Regions from separate parts of the Mus musculus genome. Here region 1 is linked to region 2. A link is a contact called in public HiChIP or PLAC-seq data. All regions are on one chromosome and are shown on one strand. Each heading gives the region's core, a stretch centred on a gene start, on an enhancer-like site or on the middle of the called end of the contact. The rest is flanking DNA. Distances are from core to core; before and after follow the strand shown.

Evidence for each region. HiChIP or PLAC-seq counts read pairs in DNA pulled down with a chosen protein or histone mark.
Region 1: an H3K4me3 HiChIP or PLAC-seq map of craniofacial prominence shows a contact between it and region 2, with 4 times the contacts expected there. The contact joins two enhancer-like sites. A contact is called at or near these places in 1 of 484 Hi-C or Micro-C datasets (nephron progenitors), 2 of 115 datasets of contacts at active chromatin or transcription factors (craniofacial prominence and embryonic stem cells) and 1 of 9 other capture datasets (embryonic stem cells).

What each region holds. Positions count from the first base shown.
Region 1 is chr4:82,534,473-82,541,628 of GRCm38.p6, reverse strand. All of the region lies in intron 1 of Gm11266 (predicted gene 11266), which reads right to left. Among named protein-coding and RNA genes, the nearest start is that of Gm11266, 30 kb to the right of the region's middle. Within about 2 kb of position 4,233, at least 60 of the 459 cell types and tissues checked have an H3K27ac peak or open chromatin away from gene starts, as enhancers often do. A contact at or near this core is called in craniofacial prominence, where this site is marked.
Region 2 is chr4:82,217,343-82,224,253 of GRCm38.p6, reverse strand. No RefSeq gene overlaps it. Among named protein-coding and RNA genes, the nearest start is that of Gm11264, 150 kb to the right of the region's middle. Within about 2 kb of position 3,348, at least 24 of the 459 cell types and tissues checked have an H3K27ac peak or open chromatin away from gene starts, as enhancers often do. A contact at or near this core is called in craniofacial prominence, where this site is marked.

The DNA of each region.
Region 1 (7,156 bases), core at 2,984-5,483, 320 kb before region 2:
CACCAACCACCAAAAGCACAGCCTTCTGCAAAGTCCCCAAATTTGCTGTATGTGGCAGCTCAACCTTTAACCTCAGCACTCAGGAGGCAGAGACAAGCAGATCTCTGTGAGTCTGAGCCCAGTCTGGTCTGAATAGCCAGTTCTAAGAGAGAGACAGCTCCCCCTAAAACAAAAACAAAAACACAATTTTCCATTGTTCCATCTGCATAGAGGATCCTAAAGACATCTTAGAAAAAAAGCAATTACATTTATAGAAAGAGGATTTAAATTTGCACAGCCCCTTTTCTTATCTCTCATTGAAGTCTCCCAACAACTCTAAGAGATAGTCAAGGAAAGCCATAGCTTAATGGGCATTCCCCAGCCCTGGCTACCACAGGATGGAGGCAGCCTTAGGGTCTTGGTCATGAAGCTTGGAGAGGAACAGTTTATACAATTACAAGGCCTAGGACGTATACAATTATTACAGATAATTAATATGGTCTCAGTGTCTGAAAACATGTAGCAATTTTGGCTCCTGAACAGGACAGAAAGAAAAAAAGAAAGAAAGAAAACAAAAAGCTGCTATCAACTCTCGTCTTGTAACTTTTTTGATCACAATGTTTCACTCACAAATTTCACATACATCTTATTAGTTCACAGAGAGCAATGGGAAGGGCTGAGCCTGGAGACAGGCAGCCATGTTGTGTTTACTTGAGAGCATTTCTCTTCGACTCATAGAAAGATGATAGCATTTGTCAGGTATATACTCGGCCACTGAGATGAAAACTATAGGTGGTATTTTGGGAGGAAGAGTGAAGCTGAAGGCTTTCACTTTCAGTTTATGTTTTTATATTACTTGAAGAAATTTGATTTATGCCTGTCTTCCTATTATATCTTTTACATTTTGCTGGGGCTAATGAGACTCGTCAGAGCTGCTAGGAAGATGACTTATGTAACATGTCTAGATGGCACGTGCTCTGGCACACAGTTGATACCCACTAAACAGTAGCTCATTGTCAGCTTCTGTACCTCCTTCAAATTGAGCAAATGAACTCCAAACTCAAGATGTTCTGAGGCTGCTCCAGGCCCTGCTCTCAGCTCCTCCCACATCCTTGGGTCAAATCTGCCCCCTACCCCTCCCCCCCACCCCCACCCCCCCCCGTGCCTCAGTTTCTTCAAAATGACAATACAGAGTTGGGTTTAGAAAACTGTGCGGAAGCCAAGATGATCTGTTCCTCACCCAAAATTTCCTGAGATGCTGTCTACAATTTAGCCACACTTTGCAGGAGGATTGCCTCTCAAGCTTGGGCTTAGCAGATAGAATGCTTCCTAGGAGAAACTGCCCTGCAGGCTGTGCCGAGAGGGGCCAATCAGAGACAAAGGAGCAGTCTCCAGGACAAGTACAGAATGTTAGGGAGCTGATGACTTCTGAGCCTTGGACCTTAAACAAGTCATCATCTTTGAGGGGAGGTGGGAAAGGCCTTCGGATGTTTCATGGGTGCAGCTATCCACACAAACCATCTCCAGAGATGAAGAATGCCCTCAGTGGAACAGAAGGGGCATAACTGAAGGTTGGGTCATCCAGGGAAAAGTGACAGCTAGCACCTCAATTCCCTAGGGTGAATCCTGTCTTAGGATCCAGGACTGAACCCAGCAGACCTTCCCTAATCAAACGCTCCCCTCTGGCTTTAAACAAAACAAAAGGAACCTACTGCTCATAAGAGATGAGCTAAACGCCTCTCAAATTTCTTCCACTGGACCCCTTTATCTGAACAAGCACACGGGGGATAGGTGGCTAAGGATAAACCAGACTCTTACCTTGCTTCCCTTTAACAACTGGTCTTCAGGGACCCATCTGCATGTGTACTACACATGGTTTCTAAAATCGAACAGAGGTCTGGGATCCAGCTGAGACACTCTGCTCTCCTCTAGAAAGAAGAATTTCTAGGTCTCTGCCTTTGGACTTTAGGGGGCTGAAGGCAGGTAGCCTGATCATTGGGAAGGTTGTGACTTTCTTTTTGCCTGCCCGGGTCGTTTGCCTTCCTCCTATTTAAAGCAGCACCGCCTGTCACGGCAGCTTGGTGCCAATATTTGTGGGCAGATTTTCTGACATTGTAAGGAGGGGTGTTTATAGCAGATGGGAAGCCCTTTCCCAAGGCCATTGGGCAGAGTAGAAATCAGTTTCACCCACACCCAAAAGGAACCCTTAATCCCCAGTCACAGTCAGCACCAAAAACACAATCTCAATCTCTCTCTCTCTCTCTCTCTCTCTCTCTCTCTCTCTCTCTCTCTCTCTCTCTGTGTGTGTGTGTGTGTGTGTGTGTGTGTGTGTGTGTGTGTGTGTGTGAAGGAAGGAAGGAAGGAAGGAAGAAAGGAAGGAAGGAAGGAAGGAAGGAAGGAAGGAGAGAGAGTTCCCTGTCTTTGAATTATGTGGGCAATGCCTGTTAGAATTGCATCTTCCTCTAAAGTCCCTACTACCAGCATTACTTGCAGCTCTTAGGGCATCTAGAATAACGGTAGCACAGTATACCGACACCTGGAAGACCCTTTTAATGAGACCTTGAGATAGGGAGAAGATTTGCACCAAGGAGTAGGCAGGTATAAACAGCTCCTGCTGGTCTCCAGAGGCAAAAGCCAATAAATAAATACCGCTCCAACCAGCACATTCTGACAACGCCTGTTCCATGTAATTCTGTACTTTTAGAGAACCGCCAATGGTTTTACGTTACAAGTCTTTTTCAAAGGCATCCCCGAGTCTGACCCACTTGTTAAAAAAACGTCTCCGTTCTTGGTTTTCTACATGGTTCTTTTCTGTACCCACTTTGTATCTTCAGTAAGCAGCATTGTTTATTATCCTTGTGTCTGTGAGCCCCCTCCCCACCCCCATTGAACTGAAATAAAGCAGGGGCTTCGGAGCGGAGCGCTGAAAATTATTCCAGGCTTCTCGGCTGAAGAGGGTCTCTTGGCAGTCCAGAGACCCGCTTGGAGAGAGCCCACCCGCAAGTGTGCGCTCGAAAAGTTTGTAAGAGTTTTTGCCAAGGCACCCGAGAGGTCCGGGAAGCCCAAAACTCTGGCTGGTGACCCAGCATGGAAAGATGTAAACAGAGAAGGGAAGTGTCAGGAAGGACGGGGAGACAAGCTACTTGCGGGCAGATCAAGCGAATATTGCCAGGATGATTAACTGCGGGTGGGGAACCTGCGGTGCGCAAAACAGATCGGAGACATCTTCTAGTTCCGTGGCTCAATCTCCTCCACCATTCCTGTGCGATGAAGTCTCACTAATAATTTCTCTCCATTCCACGTAGTCCTATAGTCTTCACTGTAAAAAGGAGCGCTCTCAACAATTTAAGGCTTATCCGCTTTCTTCCCCCCAGTTTCCTAATATCTATTCCCATTTCGTTTGCAGCCAAATAAATAGTGACCGTGGGGGATAAAAAAACGCATGGCCTTAGAAAACTAAATGCGCCGCGTTCCCCAAGTTGCTTATCTCCTCTGATCCTCTGATGAGACCCTTGGTACGGCAATTCCAAATATTGGTGCTCCCCAAGCTCAGTGGGGTTCGCTGCCAAAAAAAAAAAAAAGCCACACACATACAAACAAAAACAAAAATAAACAACTAGCAACCCGCATCAGAAACTCTCAATGGAAAAGCCTGAGCCCCAGGTGCCTCCAGCAGCTTCCCGCAGTTTGGCTGCCTGGAAGCCTGGAAAATGTGCGCCAGAGCCGGGCTGCGCCCAGCACTTTCCAAGTGAAACTTCAGTCCCAATGGTCTTTCCCACAGGTTCTAGGACACATGAGCCTGCCTGTCCCCAGCTTCTAAAAATCCTCCCCACGGGCTCATCAGGTCCTGGTAAGTGAACTGCTCTTCGGCGGCTGCTGGATTAAGAATGTGTGTCTGCTCCTTGAGGCAATGACTTTCTTCCAGCAAAGTGGCCTAGAAGCTGCCGGTAGCCCCCAGGCTGTGGCAGGAGAGCATCCGTCGCCTGCTCCTCGGAGAAGTTGAGTGAATTTCCGCATAGGGAGAAACGTTAAGGGTTGGAGTGTACCGTGGGGGGCGGGAGCATAGCAAGTTGCCCCCGGCTCTTTGTTTTTGAGAGTCCCCTCGCGCTCTGGTCTCAAGAATCTTCCACACTGCTTCATAGTGAATCATAGAGAATCGCGCCGAGATTCGGCTGCATGGGGCTGTCTTTAGCTTCTGCAGACCGAGGCCGAGGAGCTAGTGCAGTTCCCGGGCATCGCCAGACTCTGTTACTACTGCCGCTCGCCCTTCGGCTGAAGTCCCTTCTCTGAACACCCCCAGAACAGTTCCAGCTCTCCCCAAAACTGTGTAAGGAGAGGAGGATCAGATTTATAGACTGCAGTGTACCCCAACAGGTAGTTTCACCTGGCCTGGTTTAAATATTAAAGTCTGGGCCTTGCGTGGGCATCGCGAAACTGGCCCAAGACACAGACTTTTAGTCGGGGACGAAAACGGCGATGTGCGAGTTACTTAAGATAATCATGTTTTCTCTTCAGTCTTCAACTTATCCCCAAACATCGAAAGAGCTGATCCGTTAGGAACGAGGCTCAGCGAGCCTAAATAGCTGGCTTCCAGCTGCAAGCCCACAGGCAATTTGATTTACCTCCCACCCCCAGAGAGTTACTAAAGAACCCTACTCCCGCTTTAGAGAGATGGGTTCCTTTGGGAAGATCCTTCCTCAAAATGCCCTAGCCTTGGACAAGGAGGGTGAGCTGCGCTGGCTTGGAACAGAATTGCAGTCCCGGTTCTGTTGGTGCGCTGAACAGTGAGGGAGAGCGATGTGCCAGGGCGAGCATGGAACCCGCGAGCCTCGCGTGCACTGCGATTCATGACTCCTTATGGAAGCTCAGGGAGAAGTTGGTGGCCCGCTTGTACAATCTGGGGCCAGCATAGTCCTCTTCTCCAGGGAGTGCTAGCCGAAATTCTTCCCCTGGGGCCATTGATGCACGTGGTGCGCAATGACCCGACGCAAAGTCAGGAAACCGCTAGCAATGGCCCAAAGATTCCCGCGTGTGCCACCCTCGAAGGGTGGAGGAGACCGGGGACTGGGCCCCTCGGGAGGGACGATCTAAAACTGTCTTGGGAGACAGGCTTTCCCCTGCTCCTTCTCTGAGCCCTTGCTTAGTGGTACCTTTTGCCATCTCAGCCAGGAATCCTGGTCTTACCCTACCTCTCTCTTTAGGAACCAGTTCAGGCTCCCCACTGTCACCAGCCCCTACGTCAAGAGCTGTGGGCAGATGTGACCTTGGGCTCTTTGATTTTTAAGGGTATCAAGGTCTGGCCCTGTTTCCAGTGTTCCAAAAAATCTCTCTCTCCCTTCTTCCCAGCTTCACATCCTATCTAGAGACTGTGGCAAATTCAAAGCCTCTGTCACTGGACAAGCTATCTAAACTTGCAGTTTTCTGGTACCTTGACCCCTTAAAGTTGGCCTCAGCTAGCTCTGACAGGGAGAGTAAAGTAGCCACCCTTACCCCCTTCTCCTATTCTCCTCTCACCCACCAGCCACCTTCACCTTTCCCCAGTCCAAACCTTGCCGGCAGAAGAGCAGGAGTCTCTGAAAGGCACAGACTGGTTCTGGCTGTCTAGGAAGTTCTTTTCTTCGCTGGCCCCTCTGTGAGGCCCTTGCATTCTGCCCTCTCCACCCCCATCTCGCTTATAGCAGGGACCCTTGGACTTGTAGGTTGGGTTTCAAATTTATTTTGCCTTGCTTTAATTTTGTTTAAGGTTCCACCCTGCTGAGCCTGGAGTACAGCTTCCCAGTTTTCCAGTCAGGAGCTTGGAAGATAGACTCTTGGAGCAGGGCATGTTGTCCCTCCATGGAGACCTGGGAAATCCCTGACTAGCTCCCTGGCCTAGCTTCATCTTCCTGGGGTACCCCACTTTTTTACACACACACACACACACACAGAGCTCGGAGCTATGCACAAGGCAGACATGAGTATTTAGGAGGTAGACAACACACCATGTTCTATCACTGTCTCGAGCACTTGGCACACAGGAGAACTGGAGGTGAACAAGTTCACTCCCTTGGGGTTGCCCAACCCAGCTATCTGAACCTAAATAAGTGACTTTGAACAGATAAGACCTCAACTCACTTGATTGGTGACTTAATGTGTTATTTTGTCTAGGACTGGTGAAGTTTAATATTTGAGGGGTCCAAATTTACTACCCTGAGGTAGTAAACTTCCAAGCCAAGAAGCCCAGGGGAAAGTACCAGAGAAACTAGATCTCTTGTGGGCTTCTGGGATGCCTGTGGGGAATGGAATGAAATCTACCCAAGTCTGCATGGCTTCCTACTCTTGGGTCCAAGGACCCTGGGCTGGCTTTCCTAAACACCAGGACATTATTGGAAGGGAAATAGAACTTGGTCATGGCACCCACTTAGCCTTGATTCTCCCACATGGCAGACAGACTCCTATCCTCAGTCACAGAAGATGTCTGGACAGAATCACATCCTGGGGACAAATGTGTTGCTGGGTGGATTAGTGTCTGGGGTAGCAGAATTAGTTTTCTATTTTTGTTCAGGGTTAGATGGCTGCCTGTCAACTATGTGATAGTGAATTTGAAACTATATGGACTCGCAGAGAACCAGTGGCTATTATTCCCACCCCATTTTGCAGGCTCTCTTTCTAACTTGCATGCCTTTAGCTACGGGCTTCCAGCTGGGCTCTGAACTGCAAACTTTGCACAAGCCTGATTCAAATGCAGACTGCCAGGAACTTACCTCACACCCACTCCTTTAGCAGGTGAGAGTTCCAACACTAAGGCCAAGCCAGGACTGTTGGTCAACATTGCAGCCAAAACCCTTTTAGAGAAAGCTCCATTGTAGGTTACATGGTGGAGTGGTTTTCTGGACCCTCAAAACAAAACAGGTAACTTCTGCTCTAGCTTTGCAATAAGCCTTTCCAAGGGAGGGCATTAAGAAGAGAAAAATTGAGGTACCTGGGCTATCCTCAAGTTTGAAGGGTCCATAGACCTTGTCTCTTAAGTCCCCAACTCTCCTAAGATGGGAGGAAGGAACACCTAGCCCTTGTAGGGCAAACCTCTGCCTCCAAATCCACAGGCAGAAGCCAGCACTTCTAGGAAGATGTTAAGGCAGGTAAAGGAAAGAAAGATTGATTAAAAAATTTTCTAAAAGCTGACTGGATCCCTCAAGGG
Region 2 (6,911 bases), core at 2,099-4,598:
TGGGGTGCAAACATGTTTCCTTTGTCTCTCCCAGGGACTTGATAAGAAAATTTGCATACCTTTTCTCTAACACTCTGAAATTAGTGTGTTTAGATTTCCTGAATTTCAAGGAGGGGACTTCATTAGAGGACATGAATAATGGTCTTTTTAAAAATTCTTTTCTCATAGATTACATCCTGATCTCACTCTCCCCTCTCCACTCCTCCTGGACACCCCCTACTTCCCTTCCCTCCAGATCCATTCCTTCATTGTCCCACTTTCCTTCAAGAAATATAAATAAAATAAAGAGCAGGCCTCCCTCTCATATCTAACAAACATGGCCTAACAAGTTACAATAAGACCAGACACAACCCCTTATATCAAGGGTGGACAAAAAACCCAGTATGAGTATATTCCAAACACAGGCAAAGGAGTCAGAGACAACCTCTGCTCCCAATGTTTGGAGTTCCACAAAAACAGCAAGCTACACAATCATACAGTATATACTACATATACAATATATGTAGAGGATTTAGCTCAGACACATATAGGGTCCATGTTTGTCACTTCAGTCTCTGTAAGATCATGTTCTGTATAGTTGATTTTGTGGGATGTGTTCTCATGGTGTCCTTGACACCTCTGTCTCCTACGATCCTCCTCTCTTCTGTGCAGTTGCCCTGCCTTTGCCTAGTGTTTGACTGGGGGTCTCTGCAAGTGCTGGGGTAGTGGTGTTGCAGAACTTGTGGGAGTGTCCAACCAATGATTGTCTAATTTGAAGCCCACACCATAAGTGAGAGCCCAGGCTTTTCACTGTCTGGATGGCTATGAATCAAAGGGAGACAGCCCAGAGACCCAGGATAGAACCAAACATGACTGACAAACCGACAAAGAAAGCAGAGTTAATGGTAGGATTCCTAATGATAATCTGTTATACTCATAAACTTGTTACTAGCCCAATTGTCATGAAAAAGACTATCCAGCAACTGAAGGTGGCAGATTCAGAGACCCTAGCTTGTTTTCTGTTGCTATGATGAACTCCATGACCAAAAGCAACTGGGGGAGGGGGGAGGTTAACTTATGACTTGTCTTAGTCAGTGTTCTATTCCTGTGAATAGACACCATGACCAATGAAACTCTTTTAAGAGAAAGCATTTAATTGGGGCTTGCTTAGAGTTTCAGAGATTTAGTCCATTATCATCATAGCAGTGAGCAAGGCAGCTGGAGCAATAGCTGAGAGCTATATCCTGATCCATAGGCAGAGAAAGCATGAGACAGAGCCTGAAACCTCAAAGCCCTACCCTAGTGACACACTTCCTTCAAGTGTGGAGGACCACACTTCCAAATTCCTCTAATTCTATCAAAGAGTTCCACTCTCTGGTGGTGAAGCATTCAATGGCCTGTAGGTGCCATTCTTATTCAAACCAGCCCATAGCTTATGGTCCATCATGAAGGGAGGTCTGGGCATAAACACAAGGCAGGAACTTGAAGACAGGAACTGGAGCAGAGACCATGAGAAACACTGTTTACTTGTTTATTCTCCATGGCTTTCTCAGCCTCCTCTCTTATATAACCCAGGATTAACCTGCACTGGTACTACCCTCAGTGGGCTAGGTTTTCTCACAGCAATCATTGGAAAGAAAAATCCCCCCCCCCCCAGATTTCCCTACATTTTATTAAATGAGAATCTTCTTCTCTGTTAGATAACTCTAGCTTAGGACAACTTGAGACAGAGAGGGGGAGGGGGAGGGAAGAGGAGGAGGGAGAGGGGAGGGGAAGGGAAGAGGGGGAGGGGGAGGGAGACGGAGAGGAGGAAGAAGGAGGAGGAGGAGAAGGAGGAAGGAAGGGAGGGAGGGAGGGAGGGAAGGAGGGATGATTTTGCCAAATGATACATACGTTGAAAACAAAACAAAACAAAACAAGGCAAACAAACGAACAAACAAACAGCATTCTGCCTGGTCCTGCCTCGGTTAAGGAAACCTAATAGTCAAGTAGGAGCAGGGTCTCTGTCAATGAGGAATGTGGGGAAGCAGTAGGTTTGGTGCGTATTGCTGAATCATCCTCTGATATTCTCATACGAAAAGGCAGTGATGGAGCAAAAGCCAGGAAGAGCTAGGGGTTGAATTTCTGAGGCAGTCCACTAAGCTATCTCAGCAAGCCGAGGCGCTGGCTGAGAGTTTGAACTAGAACTTTCTCCTCAGCTTCAAAATGTAATTCAACTTAAACAGGAGTTTGGGGCTGTTAAGAATTAAAGCCCAAAGAGTGTGGAATTTGAGGAAATCTTTTGATCCTAACTTTTATCGAAATGAAGTCATTGCTTAGCCATCAGCCCACACAGGAAAACTACTCCATAATGTCACAAGACAACAGGCACAAACAGCCTGAGGGACTCAGTAGTCTCTGGTAGGGCAACAGGGCAAGTTTTCTTCTCATATGCTTGTGTTTAATGCCTGTTCTTCTGAAGGGTGAATGAAGGTGGACAGTGGTGGTCTACTGGGGTCTACCTCAGATTCACAAAGATTGAGGAGTCCACAGTGGGATGTTTCATGTGTGCTTTCCTAGGCATGTTTTTGGATTGTGTGTAGGAAAAAGTCCTGAGCAATGGGTTATTTAACTAAATCTTAGTGATACTTGGTCTGGACAGTGATCACTTGGCTTCATGCAGGTTCCAGGAGAGTGACAGAAACATCTTATTCTCTGAGCCTAGTGCTGAGAGGACCAAGAGTGAATCCTGCCTCTTTGACCTGGCAGAAAGGGCCAGGAAGACAGGATGAGAAACTGAGACCGAATTCAACAGTTCCAGCTGGAAACTAAAACATGACTCCAGGGTCCCCACAGGCAACAGGCCCATGTACCCTGTTAGATAATTGTGACCCTCATTTTCTCCATCTTCAAAGAATAAAATAACACTTGTTCCGAGAGAAGCCTTGAATGACTTTAATAAACCTTCAATGCCCGCTGAAGAATAGAAATCAGACACTTGTGACTTGTCAGTAGCGTGGTGTGTGCATAAACTGCCAATAGTTAGATGGGAAATCTTTCCGTTTCATGTATTTTGGAAATGTGGATTTACTTATAAAGTTTAATTCCCCACTGATAAATGGTCACGCTAGCACTTAAAACGCTGGTAGGGAGAAAGAACCAGTACCAAGGGACACATAGGACACCTGGGCCCCGTTCCTACTGAGACACCATTCAGTGGTGCGTCAGCACACAATGCCATGCTTATTCTACACTGGAATCCATCTGTGCTCTCCAGGAGGAAGACAAAAGAGGATTGTTAACACTTCAAGGCACCTTGATGCAGTCATGCTATCGGACCCTTTTATTAATTGCCCCATCTGCAAAGTGAGCGCTTTCTGACACAGGTTGGTGCAGAACTCTTAAAGCCCTTAGTCTGCTTCCTATTGGTTCCACATGTGTTTGTATTTGTTCTCAGTAGGCAGAGATTCCAGAGAGAAAATGAACCGCTGCAGATCGATTGCAGTATCAGTCATGCAGAAGACATGGCGCAGCGTGCCATTTGATTTTGATCTTGGTTTAACCCTATAGAGGCAGCTGCCCTAGCTTCCTTGGCCTTTGTTTGTCAGGTTGTTTTTCTTTTTCTTTTTTTGAAGTCTCAGATGCTAAAGCCAGGGGCAGAGATGGTAGAATGTTCTCATTATAGGAAATAAAGCATTTCCCCTTTAAGTTATACAGTCTGTCCTCAGACCTTTTGTGTCTATGTCAGGCCAGAGCAATGGGAAAGCCAGACAGCATTAACGTGGAGTATATGTGTGATGTGTGTGATGTGTGTGATGTGTGTGGTGTGTGTGGTGTGTGTGTGTATGTTTGTGTGCGCGCACACGCGCGTGCATGAGCACTCAAGCTGCTGAGAAGAGATAGGCCTTGTTTATACATCCAATGATAATTTGAAACAAAAGCAGCCTGACAGTGTCTGCAGTCTGGACCCACAGTGATGAAAGACAGACCAATCCAACCTGAAGGCTTACTTAGGCCATGATTTGTCTCTGTCCTTTCCTTTTGCACTTTGTTTTAAGGAGATTCAATGAGATCAAGTTAAGGATGTGGTGTCTCGCTGATTCTGCATTTTGCCTGGATTATGTTACAGTCAGAGTGATGCTGGAGTATTTTCCTATGTGCAGTTTGGAGACAGAAGAGGAAAACAGGAAAGGCATTGCTTGCCTTCCAGAGTTCCCATATCTTAGCCTCGGGAGATTGCACAGATGTGTGTGTGTGTGTGTGTGTGTGAGAGAGAGAGAGAGAGAGAGAGAGAGAGAGAGAGAGAGAGAAAGACAGAGACAGAGAGACAGAGACAGAGAGACAAGGACACACAGAGAGAGACAGAAAGAGAGACAGAGACACAGAGAGAGAGACAGAGACACACACACAGAGAGAGACAAAGTCAGAAAATGAAGAAAGAGCAGAAGTCCTGGACAGCCACACAACTGACCTCTTCATCATCCCCATAAGGGCATCTGGAAACCTTGTTCTGTTTCTTGAAATTGGAGGAGTTGAACTCTGCCTTAATCCCTTCCAATGTCACATCTGGGCGCAAAGAGAACCTATTCTAAAGACACTGGGTCTGGTTTAACTTAATTCACAGGATCCCTAGGTATGATTCAGTCCCTGTAGCCGCTGCAGGCAAATCTCTGGTGGTAGCTAAAGCTACTAGTTAAGTTGAGGAGAAGTCCATCTGGGGTAATATTTGAGGAGAAAGTAATTTTAAAGAAAATAACACAAGTCCAATTGTCAAAGGAAAAGGCAGTAGAGGCTGCCAATGCAAACAACAGTCCAAGATGTACAGAGACAGAGTCTTAGAATCCTAGGGCTTGAAAAGAAACAAACGGTGACTTGGTCAACTAACACTATTAAGTTGTGTGGTGTGTGTGTGTGTGTGTGTGTGTGTGTGTGTGTGTGATTTATATAAGTGTGAATACGTATACATGTAATTATATATGAGTGTGTTGGTAATGACACTGATAATATACTGATAATGTTCCCAGTTCAAATCCTGATTCTCCAAGTCATGAGTGATTTGATTTCTGGCAGTCACTTACCATTTTGGATTGATACAGAAAAATAGTATGAAGATTTCAGGTTTGGCTAACTCAAGATAATTCCTAGGAAGTAAGTAAGCACATTGATAATTACATTACGTATCTTTTGTCACCAATAAAATTAATATTTCATAGCATTTAGTTGTTCAAAAACATCTGATATACCCTTACCCCATCTCTTGAGAGTTGTCCAAACTTCTAATTTCTCAAATTACCCATGTTGGTTCAGAAGAAGTCAGTTCTCCTCAGCTGACATATCTTTTCAACTGTCACAGACCCTTGGAGAGTTAAGTTTTACAGCGCCGCATCCGGAGTGGCTGAATGCACAGGGCATGAGATGATTTGTCTGGTCTGTGAAAACATCTTCTGCCGCATTAATCTTACGCCCTGCCACAGGAATGTGTTAGTCCACAAAATTTTCACCTTCCCAAATGTTTCAACAGCTGGGATGCAAAGTCTCATTCAGAGACAAATGTGTGCACCACATTTACAGTCTGAAACGCAATCTTCAGGCATCCCTTGATTAGAATGAACATTATGGTGCATTGTAATTCCTTCATTTAAGCAGCAGCCAATAAATTTATACCACAAGCTACCCTCCAGCCCAACAACATATCCAGAAAGGTTTCTGTTAGTGCCTTTCCCACCAGCTGATGTTTAACTAGTTACTAGAGTTTTTAGGTGTCAGGTAAAATACCTTAATATTTACAAGCTGGCACACACACACACACACACACACACACACACACAGGAGTATGGATGATGGGGCTTTGTGGTAAGTAGGAGTCTGTACTCAGAAGAGTGCTTCAGTAAGAAGCCATCATAGCTAAGCAATGTGCACAGTGCCCAGCAGTTTAGGAAAACCTCAAAAAACATGAGCTATAATTCAGAGTACCATGGCCCAGGCTCTACCTAACAGTAGTCTTAGTAAAATAAATGAAATAAATGGCGTGTGATAATTTTTTTCTATGCTAAGAATACACTGATCTCACATACATTTGGAACAACCGCTCAGGCTACCTCATCGATCAAAGGAGATTGAATTAATTACTACTGAAAATTAATCTGGAGTAAATTTATGTTTTGTGGATGTTTGTATACCTTTCCTCTAAGTCCTATGCCCTTCTAGCAAAATGTGGATTGCCCCACCCTCCACTAGTGTTCCTACTTGCTAGGATTTTTCTATACTTAGGGCAGATGTATTGCAGCCTAACTAACCCATTAGAACATTAATCTATGGGCTGGGTATATTGTGCTCCTTTGGTGTTGTCCGGTCATAATGGAAGCTTGATGCAATTGGGAGCCTCATTTATCTCCTTGACTAATGTACATTTCCCCCCTGACTAACCTGTAATGACTCAGAATAGTTTGGGGTTGGACACACTCTCTTCTAGGCAAGAGCACTTGGAACAATGTTCCACCACTCTCTTTACCCTTACCCCTGTGTCTATTGTGCTTCTCTTTTATAATAGCATTTAAGAACAGACAATTGTTCTAACTTTGTTTCATGTGTTCAGGCTATGGACTAAGAACACACACATTTCTGTGTTTCAAATCCTCAGATACCCAACAGAAGAATCAGGTATATAAAAGAGGGAAAAGGTACTAAAGGTTAACTTTTTTTTTTTCAATGCTGGGAACTAAACCCAGGGCCCCATGTTTACTCATCAAGGGTTCTACCAATGCCAAATCTCCAGATGTTTTGCATACAATCTCTATGTCCCATACCAAGCACATTGGAATCCTTGAGTGCTTATTCTTTCTTATACCAATTGTCAAAAGACCAGTTGAGTCAAATGTGACAGAAACTCTACGTTAATAGTACCTCTATCAGAATAATATTTCATGCTTTCTGATGTAAAAATAATGCAAAGG